Linked DNA regions of Sus scrofa: region 2 is linked to region 1. Evidence: chromatin contacts called from public HiChIP or PLAC-seq data. All regions are on one chromosome and are shown on one strand. The core of a region is the stretch at or near the end of the contact, and the rest is flanking DNA. Distances in the headings are between cores, read along the strand shown. Region 1 holds the start of ZFYVE9 (zinc finger FYVE domain-containing protein 9). Region 2 holds the start of TXNDC12 (thioredoxin domain-containing protein 12).

What was found. HiChIP or PLAC-seq counts read pairs in DNA pulled down with a chosen protein or histone mark.
Region 2: an H3K27ac HiChIP or PLAC-seq map of alveolar macrophages shows a contact between it and region 1. The contact joins the promoter of TXNDC12 here to the promoter of ZFYVE9 in region 1. A contact is called at or near these places in 1 of 47 Hi-C or Micro-C datasets (liver) and 1 of 2 datasets of contacts at active chromatin or transcription factors (alveolar macrophages).

Annotation. Positions count from the first base shown.
Region 1 is chr6:160,072,869-160,075,896 of Sscrofa11.1, reverse strand. ZFYVE9 (zinc finger FYVE domain-containing protein 9) reads left to right here and starts at 1,422. Exons shown (of 18, transcript XM_021096648.1): 1 at 1,422-1,752. It also overlaps the pseudogene LOC110261408.
Region 2 is chr6:160,135,167-160,138,194 of Sscrofa11.1, reverse strand. It overlaps TXNDC12 (thioredoxin domain-containing protein 12), which reads right to left and starts at 1,451. Exons shown (of 8, transcript XM_021096661.1): 1 at 1,215-1,451; 2 at 707-1,088. The coding sequence starts at 800. It overlaps BTF3L4 (transcription factor BTF3 homolog 4), which reads left to right and starts at 1,988. Exons shown (of 6, transcript XM_021096654.1): 1 at 1,988-2,108.

The sequences.
Region 1 (3,028 bases), core at 173-2,672:
AGATATCTGCTATGCAACAGAATGTCATAGGATCAGGTATACTAGGCTCTATTCTTCTTCAGTGGAGGGATGTTATATAAGTCCATTAGTGAAATTTAAAGAAATTTTACCCAGACCAAGAATGACGAAGAATAATGCACCCATTTTTTTTTAATGCACCCATCTTTCCATAGGAAAACACACACACACACACACAGATTTTGAAAGAAAAAGATGAGAAAAATCTTGAATTTAAGGACTGAGGGTGTTTCGGAATCAACAGTAATAGGAACTAACATTTATTGAGTAACTTCCATGGGCTAGTTCCTTTGCAAAATTATCTCCAATCTTTGCAACAATCAGCAAGGCAGGCATCAGAAAATCGAGGTTCCTAAATATTATATAACTTGCCCAGGATCATAAAATTAAACACAACAGAGCTGGAATTGGTGCCTCTGCCAGGATCTGTCTGCCACCAAAGACCCTGCTCATTCTACTACATACTTAATGATAAAATCATGTATTTGGAAAAACTGGGGACCAGAGGATTTGAACAATTTCTCTTTCCCTCTTTTCCCTCTGAGAGCCTTTCTTTTGTTTTTGGTTCTGATGTTTTCACCCTAGAGTTTGAGTGGGATCGAATATAGGGTACCTGTAAAGAGAATGATTCCACAGCCCCCACAATATAACAATTTCTTTCCTTTAGAGCCTTACCTGGGATGTGGAAGGGACTGGGGATGGATGAGCGGAGTGGGGGTGGGGGTGGGGGTGGGGGAGTGTGTTAGAATATGGATTGTTTTTCTCTTAATTTTAGATTGTTTATAAATTTCAGGACAACTCGTTTATTTTCTTCTCTTGCTTGTCTTATTATTATTAATTTGTTCTATTTTGGGGGAGGTTGGGTGTTAAGGGTTTGGTATCTGTTGGGAATTCCTGAAATGATTTGCCAATAGATCCAAAAAAAAGTTAAGGTCAAAGACAATTCCTTCATCTGTTTCAGGAAAGGATGCGTGGGGGGGGGGGTTGATTCTGGGTCACCCTTCTTACATCCAGACGCACTGAACGGATTACAAAGGCTACCCCTTGAATCTCGAGAGGTGAAATCCAGGAGATTCCCCTCACATCCCTGCTCTCAGGTGAAGGTCCGAGTGAGAGGAACGTTCACGTACCTTCTGGAGAGAAGGAAAAGGTGTAAAGATGCTCATGGCCTGAGGCCTAGGGAGTGGGGAGGAGACCCACTAAGGTCGGTGGGGACCGAGGGGCTTCCGGGGGGCGTCGTCGGGGGCGGTCCGGCGGCCCCAGGGCGACGCAGGGAGCCCGGGGCCCCCGCCATCCCCAGGCCGCGCTCCCTCGCGTTCCCTGCGGCTCGTGCCCGGGCGGCCGCCGCAGTCCCGGCGCCGTAGCCGGGCGTGGGGTCCAGGGGGCGCTGTGGCCCAGCGGCGCCGGCGGCAGGAGCGGCCACGGCGACGCTGGAGGCTTCGCCGAGGATCCCCGCCTGCAGCACCTCGGTCGTCCCGCTGCAGCCTCGCACCCCCCGCCCGGCTCAGCGGCGCTCCTGCGGGATCCGCGTGGCTGCGGCGGCCCGGGAGCCCGATGAGGCTCGGCGGGCGCTGGGCCTCAGCACCAGCGGCGACCACAGCCCCTTCAGGAGTGGGAGGCTTCGCGGCGGCGGCGGCGGCGGCGCCTGGGGCCGGGCGGGTGCCCTCCGGAGGAGGCTGTGGGCTCAGGGACGACCCCCCGGCCATGCTGAGGCGGCGGCGGCCGCTGCTCGAGGTGAGTGTGACGCGGCGTCGCGCGGTCCCGGGCTCGCTGGCCTTTGGCCGCCCGGGGAGGGCCCTGGCGGCGAGACCTCGGGCCGGGCGGACGGGGCGTCCTGCCGCTGCGGCCGCCTCCCCCACCCAGGCTCGGGGGCCTCAGCCCTTCCTCCCCGCGTCCCCCGGGGGGCTGGAGGCGCGTGGGGGACGAGTAGGCCCCGCGTCGCCGGGAAGCCCTTGCCCCGGCCTGGGCTCCGGGGCGGCCGCGTCTGTGGAGAGCGGGGCTGGCAGGGTCCCTGGCACCCTTCGGGTTGGCCGCGGGCCCGGGCCGAGCGCAGCCTCTTACCCTGGGCCCCGCACGTACATCCCGGAGGGAGGCAGAGGACGCCTGTTTGCAAACAGCCTGGGCTTCTCGCGCCCCAGGCTCAGTCCCGAAGAGTCCCGGGGGTCGGGGGCGGGAGGGTGAGAAAGCCGGTGCGGAAAGCGCGGGGCCCTGGAAGCCCTTGGAACTCCCTGGAGTGTCATTCACCCATCCGACTGGCTTGAAAACAACCTTTTGCGTCTTCTTTGAGGTGAAATTTCATCACCTACCGGCAGCTCATCTCTGCTGCTTCTGTTACCTTTTGCTTCTAAGCGTGGTCTGCCTCGGAGAAAGCCCCATTCCAGCTTTGAGATGTTAACGTCTCCCAGATAATACTCAAAATTAGAAAAACATCTTTTTTAAAAAAACAAAGGTCTGTTCCCCCCATCACCCCTCCCCCCCGTAAGAGTGTGAGTATTGTAATGCCTTAGTCCGTGGTTCAAAATTGTCCCCCTAAATAGATCCATAGGATGGATGACAAGAGGATTTTAAAAAGTCATGCTAACTATCCCAGTAACAGAGACCTGATGGAAATAGGACATATTCTAGATTTTAGTAATTAAGTGATTTATTTTGGTATTAATATAAAAAAAAGTTGGTGATCACGGTTTGATACCATTAAGTCAGCCCTTTGGGTATTTATGATAAATGTGGTTCAGGTTATTCTTGTTTTCCTATAATGTATGTGAAGTATGGAGGATTATTAAGTACTTATAAAACTTTTATAATCCTGAAAATATATGTTTATTGTAGAAAATTTGAAAAGTACAGAGAAGTACTGTGCTGACCCTCAGTAAATGTTTAATAATAGGGGAAAAGTCACCCATCATCTTACAGAACGTTTTGGTCACTTAAAGTTTAAAATGGCTTGTATTACTGGTGATTTTTAAATTATTATCTCTGTATTAGCTTCAGAGTTAACTGTTCCATTTTA
Region 2 (3,028 bases), core at 202-2,701, 62 kb before region 1:
AGAAGAGGGAAATACATACTATCACACCCACTTAGAAAAAGCATAAACCCTGATCTCCAATAAAGATGTAGGTAGTGGGATAAATGCAGTAGGGAACACCTCTTATTCTCCATTGGTAACCACTGTCCCTCATTCTTCCAAAAAAACCATTTTCTTCAATTACACTGAACCACACCGAGGACAACTGTTGGTGACCCTCTAACATCAGACCTTCGACCCTTTATATGGCCCTTCCTTATGCACCCAGTCACCCTCCCTGGGTGCAGGTTCTGTTCCCTCCAGGTCTGGAGGCAGTAATCTAGCTCTTCAGGTAAGAGGTGAGGAGCGGAATCTTCAGACCCACGAAAAGAATCCAAATATGAAAGTCCACCCTGAGGAACGGTGACGGATGTCTGAGGACCCACCAAGTGCTAGACACTAAGCTGGTTTCTTAAACATGCTTTTCCTAATATACGGGTCATTCCTTACCCCAACCCAAGCATTTAGGGAGGCCTCAAGTACAACTTCCCCAACTCAATATTCCCCAGAACCGCTACTCCCTACCCCAAGAGATCTTCCTCAAACTCCAGGAGCAGTTGGAGAGGATAAAAAGAAATCTAGGGTGGCCAGAGACAGAATGGGAAGGGGATCGTGTTAGGACAAGGAGAGGGTTGTACTGGGCTGGGGCCCAGAATGAGTAAAGATTAAGATAAGAACGCGGTCTGACCCTTTCCAAGCCCAACATGTCCATCAGAAGAGACGAGGAGCAGGAAACTGAAGCCCAGCAAACAGGTGGCCCCGAGACGAGGCCGCGGTTCCATGGTGGTAAGTCCGCGGGGCCCCTGGGCTGAGCAGACGCCGGGCCCGAGTCCTAGCAGATGGTCCGCGCGGTATCCCAAGTGCGGCTCAGCCCAACCCCTCGCTTTCCCAGATTTTTTTTTTTTTTTTTTCCCCTAACCCTGAAGGAAGTGATGTTAGACGGATGTGGGTGGTGCCTCCGGGGTCCGGTCTGGGACTGAGTTTAAAGGTGCAGATCACGTAGAAGGTTGCAGGCGTTGCTTTCGAGCGGTAGTTGCTTCCCCACGGTTCTGGACATTCCGTCCGAGGACCTAGAGAGAAAAGATGGGCCGAGATAGTGGGCGGGTGGGGAGGAGACTCGGGAGAACCGTTGCTGGTGGCGTCCGCCTTCAGGCTAGCCCCTCCCCCCACCAAGAACCGCTGCACTTAATACTCACTACGCAAATTATTGATCGGTGAAGTCAGCCTCTCCCAACTGTTGGGCTGGTTGCCCATTGGTTTCAGGTACCCCATCCCCCTCCGCAAATAAAAAAGACAGATAACCGGATTTCATTCTTAAGTTCCTGCTCGGGTCTCGAGAAGACCTGGCAAACCTGTTCTGCGGTGCAGTCTTGTGCCTGCAAGAATGTCCCTTACGGTTGGAGAAGAAACACTGGACCTTATTTTTTATTCCTTGTAAGCTAAATTCTTCCATTCAGGGATGATGCAACCAACTGATGCAAGCTCCGAGAAAACCAAACTTGTGATTTCTTACTGCAAATCTGACCTAGCTCTGCGGGGCACTGGGGCATAAGTCACTGCAGGCACTTAAAGTGTGAAGCTTCTTCTGATTAAATGTATTTGTTTTTGTTGTTTTTAAACTTTGTGGGTTATTTCTCGATTTTCCTCTCTTGAGGCATAAAAAACGGCTCAAAATTTCCCGTCTCTCCGAGTCTCCACTCTAGTTGAGTCCGACAGTGCGTACTTAATACCTAGCGAAGCATTCGACAAAAGTATACACCCAAACAAAAATACCCATTGCCTTTTTATTAGGCTTCCTATAAACTGCAGGCACGGACACAATGGGACGCCCAGGAGACTGCAAGCTCCAGAAAGCAGCGCGGCGGTCTGCACCTGCCGCGTTTCTGTTGGGAAGCGCAGAGCAGCCTGGGCTTTGTAGTTTGTATATGAGCTTCCAGGATAGGCTGCTCCGGCGAGAGAGAGGCGGGGCCGGGTGTGTCACGTGGGCTCCACTCCCGCCGCCGCGGCTGCCTTCGTCTTTCTCTGTCTCGACTGAGGCAGCCATCTTGCTCTTGCCGCGTGCTGGTGTTGGAGGACCCTCCCTGCTTCAGGTGAGACCCCCGGCGGTCCCGCCACTCCACGGCCATAGGCCGCCGCGCACGGTCTCCCCCCGCCCTTTTCTACCGACACCCGCCAACCGATCGGGCTGCCACTTCCGCGGTGGCGCGCCGAGTGGGGGCGGAGGCGGCTGTCTTGGCCTGTCGGTTAGCGGCGGCGCAGCTGGGGGTCGGCACCTGAGGGAAGGTCCCCAGCACCACCGCTTTCTGTCGGGGCTCGCGGGCCCGCGTTGTTGCAGCCCAGGTCCAGGCCCAGGTGGCAGGTGGTCCCCCGCCTCTGCCCTGTTACTCTTCATTATTCACAGCAATAAGGCTTGAGCTTTGAGCTTTGTACAGCCTATCTGCTGTCATCTCATTTGATCCTCCCACTCGACAGATAGGGAAACCGAGGTTAGCAGCCCCCGCCCCCAACCAAATTCCATTGCTGCGCTCTTCACCTCGTAATGGCAGTATTTGTTTACAAGTGTGCCACCCTCTCCGAGACATTGCCTTGCCCATCCTTGTAGCCCCATCCCACTGCGTGATGCATAGTAGGCTGTCAGGAAGTTGATGATTGACCGACAGGCAGTGTTACAAAGCTAGTGAATTGCGGTTTCAATTTCTGTTCCCACGTTCTTTCACTATACTATGTCTGTACCTTGGGCAATGGTAACAATAGTTACCAGTTTTTGAGTATCTGCTTGAGCCATACCCGGTACTTGATTACTTAATGTTTAACCCGTAAAACAGCTGTGAAGTATGTGTTGTTACACTTTTTCTAATAGGAAGGAATACAAGTTCAGAGAAGTAAAAGAACTTTCTGAAGCCCTAAGTGGAAAAACCTTGATCCTTCGGATTCCAAAGCCTGTGCCTCTCTTATAGAGTAACCCTTCATAATAAAAAGTCAGGATTAAAGATTGAAATTGTTTTATCTC